Regions from separate parts of the Xenopus laevis genome. Here region 1 is linked to region 2. The links are chromatin contacts, called in public Hi-C maps. All regions are on one chromosome and are shown on one strand. Each heading gives the region's core, a stretch centred on a gene start, on an enhancer-like site or on the middle of the called end of the contact. The rest is flanking DNA. Distances are from core to core; before and after follow the strand shown. Region 1 overlaps adss1.L (adenylosuccinate synthase 1 L homeolog). Region 2 has its middle 9.9 kb from the start of kif26a.L.

Region 1 (6,183 bases), core at 2,625-5,124, 820 kb before region 2:
GAATTGCCCAAATTTTGAAATTGTAAAATGTTGACTGGCATGGATCAAGTCTACTGTTACGTGGCCCAGTAAGTAAGAAACTGGGAGCTCTGTAAAAGAAACAGAAGCATCATCATTAATCATGAAACAGAAGCTCAACTAAATCGTAATGACACTTTCCCTTTAACGTTTAAGATGCTTTCTCATGGTCACTGGTGTGTTTATCAAGAAGAAAGTACATGATGATACACTAGTCTGTCTGAACTATAAACAGCTATTGAATCTCCCTTTCCTAAAATAGTTACTCAGCCTTGGTAGCTCTTCCCAGCCAGTGTCAGTGGAAATTTCAGAGTCTCAGGAAACCACTGGCATGCCCAGCCTCATATCATTTTATATACCCACACATAATGCTACTGACTTAAAGAAGTACATGTATATTCATCCCTACAGAGCTTACAATCTATATTGCTCACAATGCAAGTGATTTGATCAAATTCGCAAGGGGCGTCCAGATAAATAGACCTGAGCATTAGTCAGGGACTACAATGTCTATTATCAAGCAATCCCACGTTTATTTTATTATCTGAGGGGTTTATCAACAGCTCACGGCCAATATATAGTTATCCTGCAATGAACAAAGAATATTTACTCCCCAAGGGTCCCCTATGAAGCTGGGAGATAAGGCAGTTGCTAAGGATTACTGGTGATTATTGTTGATTACCTAGGGGGTTATTTATTAAAGGTCGAGTTGTGTTCTCTCGAAAAGTGTGAGTTTTTTGAGGGTAATGCTTAATGCCCAAATACCCCTGTCATGTAGAAGTCAATGGCAGAGGTCCCTTTAACCATTTGAAGATATTTTTTGCCTTCCCGATTTTCAGTTTTTTTTATGGTGGTTTGCGCATGATAATTCAATACATTGAGGTATTCACTGTATTTTTAGCATATAGACATAATAAATTCAAGGTATTCGAGTTTTTTCCCCCGATTGCATTGAATCAAGTTTTTTTATATTTGGGTTTTTTCATACATATACATTTTAGATGATTGGGATATGTACTATCCTACAGCGAGAACTGTGCAACAGGTCCAAACCATATATGCAATATAAATTCAAAACATGCACAGTATCTCACATATAACATTTATTGCAATTCAACCGTAACCATAGTCATTACATACTGTAATTCATTCACAAACCATTTTCTTTGTAACATGCCACAAAGCACTATCAACCCCCCATTTGCCTACCTCATGTCAGCCACTCTCTCCTGACACGTTTTGTGTTATTGGGCGCTTCATCAGAGCAGGGTTTGTTCATAAATAAGCAAACAGTCGAGTTGTGAATTTATTCGAGGTAGAAAAAACCTCACAAACATCACAAACTCGACCTTTGATAAATTACCACCTTAATGTCTAGATATATCTTTAACTCCCTATACAAACAATTCCCTTTTAGGGTTATTAATAAGTATTTTAGTCCATCTGCAAATAATCAAAGCAAAGCAAGTAGATATGGGCCTAACACCTGCATGTATCTTACATCACAAGGAATATTGCATTGTAGGGCAATAAATGCTATATGGGCAAAAGTATCCAGACAATCCATTTACAATTACATGTCCTAACTGCTAAGTTCAAAACTGTCTCCAGAACCATGTCAGCATAAGAGTTTCTTGTAGGAAGCACTGGGTTTTTATTGGTGATCCGAGGCAAAGAAACCTAAGGTCACCATGTGTCAAGCTTCAGCTGGATTGTTGTAAAAGCAACTGACATTGGACTTTGGAGCAGTGGGAACTCATCCTCTGGACCAATAAATGGTACTTAACTACCAGGTATTCTGACAGAATGTTTTGAATTAGACAGAGGCCAGGACAAATATACCTGCCTGAATGCATAATAGTGGGGCCTTTTTCCAGGGTTTCAGTTATGGCCCCTGGTTTCATGGAAAACAAGCCTTAAAGCAACAGTCTACAATTACATTCTTGACGCTTTTGTGCTTCCTACTATGGCGTGCCTATTTGAAGGATAATAACCCCAACTTTACTATCTTCTTATTCTTATAAACTGGTGAACTACTAGACTATTTTAATCCATCTACCATAAATCATAGGGCAACATGAATGTGGAAAAGGATTTACACGTTGATCTAAAATAGGTATACAACTGGCTGCTTTGACAGGGTCAATGTGAACCTTTGTCTAACCAGATTTGCTTGCATAATAAGGCTTTAAACCACAGAATGGACAAAGACATCTATTAAAGCTCATTCATTGAGTCCAACATGTGGCAGGGAACTAGACTATTTCCATTATTGACCCGATGCAGTCAACAATGTTTGATTGCCAGTAGACTACTGCAGTGATCAGAAACCTTGGTGTGCCATAGTCCTAAATTCACAGTTGTGGAATTAATGAGGTTGATCCTTCATTCGCTATAAACATTAACCACATTATCCTTGACAGACATTAGTGGGAGGCAATCTATAGGATTAAGTGTGGAAAATGACTCAACATGGAAAAGACAACAGGAGCTAACAGAGCAGTTTCACCAGTTGCAACAAACAAAACAGGACTGAGAGTAGAGACAGAGAATATTTGTCCAGTCCAATCAACCTAATGTTTCACTGCCAACATTTGAGGTCTTTACTGAATGGTTTCCTTAGGCTGCATGTGCTGTGTCATTCCTGCTTGATGAGTCTTCTGGTTATTCCATCTGTGAAGCCATTAAAAGGTTTGTAAACTCCAAAATATTAGATTAAGAAGTAGAGAAATCAGATATAACAAACAATTAGGAGAAACACCCAATGGGAACAGATCCAGGAACTGGTAAAATCTAATTGTATGTGGTTTGAATGACAAGGGCACAAATGGCATCATGTCTAGCTGCAAAGGACACCAGTTACTATATAGGATCATGTCTAGCTTTAGGCTTGCATCCCATCTTGGGACTTTATCCAAGAGAATGAAACAGCTAAGTTTATATATTAACTACACAGCACCTTTCTATTATGACCAAGAAGCCCTCAATAAATCGATGAAATAAGGCTCATGAAAAAAATAGCATCACCTCTGAAGTCTGCAATAACAATTATAGAATCCCTATGACCCAGCTTCAAGTCACTATTGAACCTTTCAAGTAATCATATCAGGATTTGTACAATATATGTGTGTGTGTGTGTGTCATATTGCAATGGTGCCTTTTCACTGGACTATCAAGAATACCTAAGAATACAGACTGCTGCTGTCACGGTCGGCACCCAACACCAGAACGAACACCAGGCACCCTGGTCTCAGCTCGTGCTTCACCAGTAGTGTGACTGTCTTTGGGCCTCGGGAGGAGCCCTCGGCTTACTTGGATGCCACCTGGACTTAAACGAGAGGTGCAAGATGAGGGTTCTGGATAGGTAGAGGGGCACGACTGTAAAGCAAAGTCTTTGGACAGAAGGTCGTAGTACAAGGCGTTAGGCAATAGAGTAGTCAGATCAGGCCGGGTCGGGGCAGGCAGAGAATAAACGTAGTCAGGCAGGCAAGGGTCAAACCAGGAAGTCAATCAGAGGGTTAATCAGAAGAAGTAGTCGGTATTCAAGCAAGGGTCAGGATCCAGAGGTCAGAATAGTCAAAAGCCAGGCAGGGGTCACAACAGGAATCAAGACAGGTTCAAAACGGAATTAGCAAAGCTCAGGAAGCACCAGGAATAAACTCCTATCACAGGCAAGGTCTCGCAGCCCTAAATAGCTTTTGAATTTCGCTCCATTGCGCGCTGACGTCATTACGCTAGTGCGCATGCGCCTACAAAATCCCGAAGTGCGTGTGTCACGCACTAGGAAGGAGCCAGAGAAGAGGAGCAGCAGGCATCCCCGCCGATTGCACGGTGTGCGTCCCCGCCGCACCACTAGACCACCAGGGTGAGTTTTTATTACAGCTGCCAAAAGTAGCTTGATACCCATTCACCCACAGAAAGTACACAGTGGCTGCACTACCGGGGGAGCAGGGGGTGCGAGCGGGCCAGGGCCTGCACCCCTTCAGGGCCCCCCGGCAGCGCCACACGCCACTGAAATCAACCCGGCAGCGCACCGTACGGAGTGGGGCGGGGCCCGGCTGCGCATCACGCACCAGGGCCCGCCCCCCTCTAGGAACGCTGCTGAAAGTACAGCTTGATTCCAAAAGTGATTTATTTATGTAAACATGTAAGTTCATACCCTAAAAGGATATGTGATAATGACAGATACAATAAAGGCCTCAAGAAATAATGCACAACTGTATGTGTTTGTGATTGACCCATAATGTCCATATCCGTAATTCCATTTTCCATGTGTGTAATTTCCATAGTGTATTTTAGCTGGAAGAGAAATGCCAAAAGCCACGCTAAATTATTAGGAGGCAGTATAGGCAGTTTTGCCTGTTCACCAACTTGCTAAAATTCAGGACGGTAGCAGCAGTGCAGCTAGCCAATGGAGTCACTATCTCCTCCAGGGAGTTAGCTGCCCACTGTTCTGTTGATAGGCTGCTGATAGTTGGGGTTGGAAGACACATGGTTGGGGGCACCTGGGAAAAGGACATCATATCTAGCCCCATACTAAATTTTAATATCAAAATTACCTATAAAAAACTGTCTGCTCTTTTAAAAAACAGGTTTCAGTGCAGAATACTGCTGAAGCAGCACTATTAACTCATGCATTTTAAAAATAAAACTTGTTTCTCTATGACAGTATCCCTTTAAAAAGGGATGGTACAATTGTACAATCACATCTTATCTGTAACCAAGCAGTATGGGAGTGGTACATGTATGGCCAACTTTGGTTTATAAACTTCACTGGGTCAAGGAATGATAGTAGATTTTTTTCTAAAGTACTGCAGAATATGTTAGTGATATGTAAATACAGAATAATAATGCATATATATTTGCTGAAAAGTGTAAGAAATGCTTAAGTCATAACCAAGAAGCCCTTTGATGTTTGTCACATATCCATCATGTTCTGCTTTAAATATTGTTTTCCGACAGATGAAGATCCTGTGTTCTATTCTATACCAGTGCATGTAATCTAAAACCTGACCTTCTCCAACTGTATTTTTATATTGCTTGGGGCAGGGCTGACCTCCGGGTTACACACAGCAGACTGCAACTTTAAATAGCAAACAGACTCGGCTATGATCGTATGATATTTTATAGATATATAGAGATTTGTATTTTTACAAGATACTACTTTCTACAATGCTATTTCAAACTAATCACTTTTGCTCATGCAATTACATTTTATTTAATAAAACGGGCAAATAATAAAATAATGAAGACAGAGTAAAACATGCAGTGCATTAACCACAGATTATTTCTTATTGTGGGGTGTAAGTAGTTCTAAATAGATGATTATCACCCCAAAACATGCAACAGTGCATTTAAAGCATTAGTTATTGGTCTGTGGCTACTTTCCATAATTAGTAAGCAACCCATGGACGATCATCAGTGTTTTTTGTGGATTGTGGAAAACTACACATATGTCCTAGTCCTTAATGATATAAGGGGTAATGTATTAAAATTCTCAAGCTTTGCAATAGGTCTAGTAACCCACAGTAACCATTCAGATGTTTGCTTTCAAACAGACAACCAGTAAATGATTCCTGCTGATATCTTTAGTGGCTACCAAGGATGTTTAAGCCATAAGCCAAGCTGAAACTTCCATGGTGGAAAGCAGCACAGGATCTACTGCTTCGGGTGGTAGCAGGCCAAGGATCATACATAATATAAAGCTTCTAAGAATTACATGGTCAACCACTTCCATTTTTATCACAGGAAAAGAAGCTCTAGTGCCATAAAAGTCAGTTGAATGGTCATAAAAACTGAAGTAAAATACTTTTTATATAAAACTGAAAATTTTGCATTTCTTCAAGGTGAATTTGTTACCAATCCTACTGCAGCAGAACACTGTGTAATCTATGAATGGGCGTTATAATAATGCTGCATACATGTACTTCATACTCTTGAGGTGTGCAAGGCCAGTTTCCCAAATGGAATTTAGGGGAAAGAACTGGTGTAGAAGCTCTGATTGTTATGTGACAGTGGCAGTATAAGAGATGTTAATGGCCCCCAACCTGCCCTGGATCTACTGACATCTGCTATGACATCATTTTGGCGCTTCCAACATGTTGGATTGATTGGTATTTATCTCACTAAATAGTAGAACTACATCTTAATGGCTCATAACCAAAT
Region 2 (6,596 bases), core at 797-3,296:
AGGAAGCAAACACCACTTCCATATCTACTGCTAGTCAAGGGATAATGTATTGCTGTGAGTTATATAATATTAACACATGAATGTACTCCTTATGTTCCTGAAATAAGGGAAATGTGTGTATGTTCTTAAATGGGGAATTTTTAACACAATTAATTAAAAGTTACATTATAAGCTTAAACCTTATCAAATCTGCCACGGGGAAGATTAATTTGAGAGAAGTCCGATGTGCCCTATATAAAGAGTTTCTGTCATATTTTTTATTTAATACTTGAACCATATACTCAGGAGCACCCAGTCTCTACCCCCATGGTCTATATGATAAGCCTTATCCAGTGTACAGACTTCCCTTTATTCTTTAATAATATAAGTATTCTTTTCATTAAACCAAATTTGATTGCTTGATTTCTTGTCACCCTTATTAGCTTTGTTATATTACACTATGTAATATGAAACATAGTGAGTAGCAATTGCATCTGTCTGTAATAAATGTATGTATGTGTGTTATGTACTGAATGCAGTCTGTTTGTTGCCTACTGGGCTTATTTACTGTACATTGCTTTTTTTATAACATGAGGCATATGACAGGGTTAGGTTGGGTTCACTGTGGACACTAACAACATGTGTTAAAATTTCTGTTTGCTTTATATGACCTGTATAATTATATCATAATAGTGAGCAAAAACACCTACACCAGAGTAATTTTGCTCCCATGTTAAATAATCATAGATTTTTTTAAAGATAAACCCCAACCAAAAGAAAATGTACTTTTTCTAATAAATAATAGAATAAATTGGTGGGCCGTCTATTTAAACAGCTGAAGAACATGAATCTTGCTGATAGGCTCTAGCCTTAATGTAGACAGCGCATTGCCTCTGTATCGAGGCCTGGGAGGGGGTGGGGGGATTCAAAGCAGTCTCTGCATTACAACTCCCTTCATCCTTACCAAACCAGCACTGAATGCAAAAAGCAACCAAAGGATTACATTATAATAATATATGGGTGGGGGTGTAATAATAATGTTTTACTGGAAAACGGTATCTTATATTTGTCTCCAAAAAGTCAATAAAAGTGGTAGGGTTTTCTTTATTTGAGCACTGGCATGACTTGTAGAATTTACAGTAGATTCCTTCTGTGTGATAAATTATTAGTAATATTTGATGTACTTGTCCTGCCGCACCTGCACCGCGAGAAAGTCATTTTTATTTATATTGGGCTTATTAATATATAATGTTTCAGTCACATCATATTTGTGCAGTGGTTTCGGCAGTCCCTGCAGGATATCAGTGACAGCAGCTACTATTAAAGGTCAGCCAAGTACCAAATGTACAGCAGAATCCTGAAAATTGGAACAATGGACCAAGATTTATCCTACAGGATATGTATTTATATTTATTTACTTGCATTTTGGAAGGGGGCAAAATGCAAGTTCAGGTTGGCGAGTCATAAGTGGTTAATAATTATATTCAGATTATTTTCCTTGAAAATGAATACACATGCAGAAAAATGTTACTTTTCTTATACTAGTCAGAGATATGCAACCTTTAGTTTATTTGCAGTTCTTAAAAATATATGGAGTCTGAGTGTAGATAAAAAAAAGAGATCCACAATAAAGAGAATACTATACCTATTAAAATAATCGTGTGTATCATTCAAGAATGTTTCCATTAAACATTACTGAGTTCATGTCAGGTCCCGAATGCTCTGTTGGGATTTTGCGGACCAAGTTCAATTCAGTTTGCGGTATCAAAAGGGCTAGGCAAAAAAGTAAACAAAGTCCAGGCAAAAGGGTCAATCCAGACAGCAAGGTTCAAAATCTAAACAACAGTCAATAACAGTCAATAACAATAATCAAGGAATTTAGCAATAGATCACACCCAGGAACTCCATAAGATGAACCTATTTGGGCAAGGTCTGTAATGTTCTGGCATCTTACATAGGCCAGTTCTGGTGCCAAACAGACGCGCTGGCGTCATGATGCTGCGTGCTGACATTGCGCACCTTGACGCCCAGGTGTCCTGATGCTGCGTCCATTCTGACATGCTGGCGTCAAGATGTTGCGCATGTTTGATGCTCGGGCATCAGAACGTGCTACAAGGGAGTCCTGCAGGCCGCCATCTTGCCGAAGAGAACCGGAACCGCCATTTTGCCAAAGAGGACCAGAGCGTGAGTATTCCTTACAGTTCATAGCTTACTTTGACTGTGGTATTCTCTGCAATGCACTACACTGCAGGTAAGACACACGTGCTTCTTGTAAGAGGCACAGTAGTACAATTGTAGCAATTATGTTATATGTAGTGGTGTTTAGCCAGAAGATAAAACATAGTAGTAGTAGTAGCAAACACAGTAGTAGTGTGGTCAGCATAGCAGTTTAAAAGCAACATATGCCATAAGCCTTAACGTAGAAAGTACATACTTCTCCTTGGAGTGTGACCTGAATCCAGACAGCTGGGGTCCCTTACCTACTGGGTACCATACAATAGCAATACAAATCAGCAGATTAAATCACCAAATCCCTCAAGACTGGACAGAAAGCATCAATTCATGGTTAAATCTGCCCTATAATTGTCTAAAGTGCAAGGAAATACACATTCCCAATTCAATTACATCAGTACCTCCAGTTTCTAAAGAAAGACATTAACTATATAAATAAGGTCAGTAATACGTGGTCGTAATTATCAGTTATCTGTAGTAAAAATTTGCTTATTCTTAATGTTAGGCGTGAGTTAGACTGTTGCATTCTGCAGTATGTCATTGTTTTATTTTTATTGCTTCCTGGAATGACAGATGAAAAGCAAAAGCCTGAATGCAAGAGAAGCTGCTTAGCTTACTTTCAATTACAGGATATTGTTAGTTAATTTTAGGTGTACTTCCCCTTTCTCATCCATTATTTCTATAGCACCAACATGTTTTTCAGTGCTTTACAGAGATTGTTTATTATTCACAGCAGTCCCTATCTCAGTGGTGCTTGCAGCTCCAGGTCCCTATTACATCTACATACTAGTGTCAGTTTCGTCAGGAGGTATATTTAGCAGTGTGGGAGGACCTGAATACCTGGAGGAAATCTACACAGACATAGGACACAGAAAATCCTTACATTTTTGCTGTATTAAACAGTATTAAGGACTGCACTACCTTGTCCCTCACTTAAATACAGTCATAAGTTATTGAAGAGGGAAGGTTTCCAAGGGGGTACATTGCATTACATATTAACAATAATGGGGCCTAATTTCTCTTTTAAATTACATAGTACCAGGCAGTGCAAACCTTAAAAAAGACATCTATAAACATTCAGATCTATTTACCACTTATTAGAGATGGTAGTTGGTATCAGTATGTGGCCAGGGCGGATTTACATAGAAGGTGCCCCTAGGCCCGCTGTCGTTCGTCGCCGCCGTCCCCTCCCTTTTATTTGCTCACATTTTCATCATCGGGACCGGAGCAATGGGGATTGGTGCACAGTGAGATTTTAAAAACTATTGTATCTCCTGCTCATCTCCAGTATTTCTGAACCAATGTGGGTGTGGTTGGGCAGCATGCCGCCCCCTAAAATCCTGCCGCCCCAGGCCTGGGCTTTGGTGGCCTCTCCACAAATTCGGACCTGTATGTGGCACCTGCTGTGTGTAACTTATTCCTAAGGTTAATTGCACATATATTATACAGGTAATGGGCCATGTCTCACTTTTGCACTATATGCACTAGAAGAGCCAAATTTCCAGTTTAAAAACTATAAATTCAGCTCTTAAATTTACCAGGAGAGGCTTTTTGCTTCCCCTGGTAAGTGTTTTTGCATTGCCGTCTGAGGAGAGTTGCTCAACTCGCCTCATGGCAGCAGCACCCCTGTTTGTAATTTGAGAGCATTCATAGTGTTGCTACGAATTCCCTTATAGGAATTTCACACTGATCTTAATGCATAATCCATGAAAGAAGAATGGAGTTTATGGCACATAGTCAGGGTAAGACTGGAGCATTGGGGGCCCACCGTGGCTGCGACATCAAGGGTCCTCCTAGCAGTCCCCCGGGCCCCCTCCCGACTTCCAAACCTCTGAGCCCCCCCTCGTGCATGAGCAAACGCTGGCCTGCCACACATTGTGACACATCATGTTTTTCTTTGGGAGGGGCGACCGATCATGGGAGTGGGTCTGGGCCGGGGCACACCATGTTTTTTCCCGGTGTCCCGCCGGCCCAGTCCCACCCTGCACATAGTAATGTTCCCATTGCAATAGGTGGATGCTCTGCAGGTGCAGAACCTTCTAATTTCTTCCCTGTAATGCTATTTACACTTTACACTGATTAAAATGTAATCATAGTTATGCAAAATGACTGACTGCAGATCAAAACTATAGCCAAAACTCATTGATAATCTGAAAGGCTTTCCTTAAGTCCCACGTCTCCTATCACTGCACAGACTGCAGACATTGACTTAAATGGCAAATACCTGTCACCAGCAAATGCTCAAAATATGCCTGTCACCAATGGTGCCATTCACTTTGATGAATGGCTTGTTTCTGTGCAGTAAACAGTAAACACGTTGATGAAGCCTGGCTTGTGTGCAATGGGCCAAAGAGCGAGCGGGCAAACTGACTTACTCAGAGCACTGCAAGAAAGCATATTGCTTATATGGGTAACATAAATCCTGTTCCATTTGGCACTGCTATCCCAGGGCACAGTTGGAGGTAGACATACTTTCAGTTTCTAAACAATTATACTTAAGCAGCATTCTATATATGGGCCATTTATTCTTCTCTGAGCAACTAAGCACTTTGTTATTTATTCTTTCTGTTTTTGTAGTAATTTTGTTTCTGCATTAATTGGTATGCAATTGTGTACAAGCTTTTATTATAAGTGATGGAGAAATGGTATAATTATGTTCGGGGCTGGTATTGTGATGTATTTTTACTGTTCTGCTATGGAAAGTTGCCAGTGGCACAACTTAACTTGGGTCTGTTCCCAAGCAGCAGGCTCTGGCCTGCAATTAGCATTACAGAACACAGAGATACAATTGTGTTCTCTGTCAGGCACTGCCATGCAGCGCAAATGGTCACAGAAATGATTCAACCCACTGTCTTCTGCTAATAATGGAAATTAAATTAGGACAATAAAAAAGCATTGCAAAGCCCACTAATGAAATGTATTATTGTCTACCAAATGATTTTGTTACATTGAAGGAAAACAATGGCCTATTGCACAAACTTGTACTAACTGTACATAGATACGTGTAGGTCATATGTAATCTGCACTTGTGTAATTATAGAAAAATGCTTTGTCAAAATGAAAAAAAAATACTCTAGTTTATTTTTTTTTTCCCTGATAAAGAATTATTTCCAAAGTGTGTTTTTTTAGACTTTTAGAAGACCTTGTGTATTAGGTGGCATAGCAGACAAAATCCCTTGTAAGAGCAACTTGCCTCCAAAGCACTGACATTAGTCTTATACAGTAACTCTAGCCCTGCTCTTTGTACAATATATAAGATATAGGACCAGAAATGTCCACTTAATGCACCCCATCCCCACGAGCAGGGGTGTAACTACAGAGGAAGCAGACCCTGCGGCTGCAGGGAGCCCAGGAGGTATAGGGGGCCCCATGAGGCCCAAATAATGAGCAATTTCAACACATATTGGTAAAAAGGACAATTTCTGTATATGTTGGGGGCACTAAAATTAATTTGCTGTGGGGCAACTAATATCTAGTTACTCTGCTGACCACAAGAGCAACCCAAATGATGCCTGTTGGTCTTAGGCTTCATTCACATGTAGGGTAGCACAACAAATTTACCTGTCAAAAAAGCCTTCAGTGCCCAGTCTCATTAGTTAAAAGAACTCCATGAAGCCAGTTTTTGTTATTTCTTGAGCTTGAGGTAAACAGGTAAACTGAAGCTACTCCATGCAATCTATAAAATCAGAGTACCAATGCACGGATAATCTCCCTGAACTTAGGGCTCTTGCTAACAAAACAGTCACAACAAAGCTAGATTTCATGATTAAAACAATAGACAAAAATTATATTCAGCACAAGAACTATTCATCCAACTCATAAGCAAGGGGTTACAATACCCCTATAATGCACAAATAGGAACAATAGCACAATAGTGAACAGGTTATTCAGGCAACCAAGTAAAAAATGAGGGGGTTGAGGATTTCATTTCTGAAGATAAGATGACCAAGATCAGGGGCGCTGCACCAATTAGGCGAGCTGAAAAACCCACCTCAGGAAGCAGCGCTGTGAAGGTTACCAGGGGTGGCAAAAAAGTAGCTTCTGTTACCTTTAAGAGTCGAATTTCTGTTTTTTAAACTGGAAATTTGGCTTTTCTAGTGCAATTGTGCTCTCTGACTAGCGATGCGATCCGGTCTGATCCGGTCTGAGAATTAAAATAGGCCTTGACATTTCAGGTACACAGAGGCCCAAACAGCCCACACAGAGGCCAAGACAGCCCCAACCAGCCCACTAAATACTGACTTTCTATGGCACCATATAGCAGCACCTCTGGCATTTGTCAGAACCCACAGATTGCCAGTCCGGGCTTGTCCCCGGTACCCACTTGGGCGCAGGAAAAGTTAAGCACTGGAGGACGAAGGGGGCGGCATTGCATGCGCAGAATC

The links. Hi-C and Micro-C count contacts between places; a contact is called where the count stands out from the background.
Region 1: a Hi-C map of the XTC cell line shows a contact between it and region 2, with 3 times the contacts expected there. The contact joins two enhancer-like sites.

Annotation. Positions count from the first base shown.
Region 1 is chr8L:90,925,247-90,931,429 of Xenopus_laevis_v10.1, reverse strand. The region is part of intron 1 of adss1.L (adenylosuccinate synthase 1 L homeolog); the gene reads right to left. Among protein-coding and RNA genes, the nearest start is that of adss1.L, 7.5 kb to the right of the region's middle. Within about 2 kb of position 3,874, at least 1 of the 7 cell types and tissues checked has an H3K27ac peak or open chromatin away from gene starts, as enhancers often do.
Region 2 is chr8L:90,099,226-90,105,821 of Xenopus_laevis_v10.1, reverse strand. No RefSeq gene overlaps it. Among protein-coding and RNA genes, the nearest start is that of kif26a.L, 9.9 kb to the left of the region's middle. Within about 2 kb of position 2,046, at least 1 of the 7 cell types and tissues checked has an H3K27ac peak or open chromatin away from gene starts, as enhancers often do.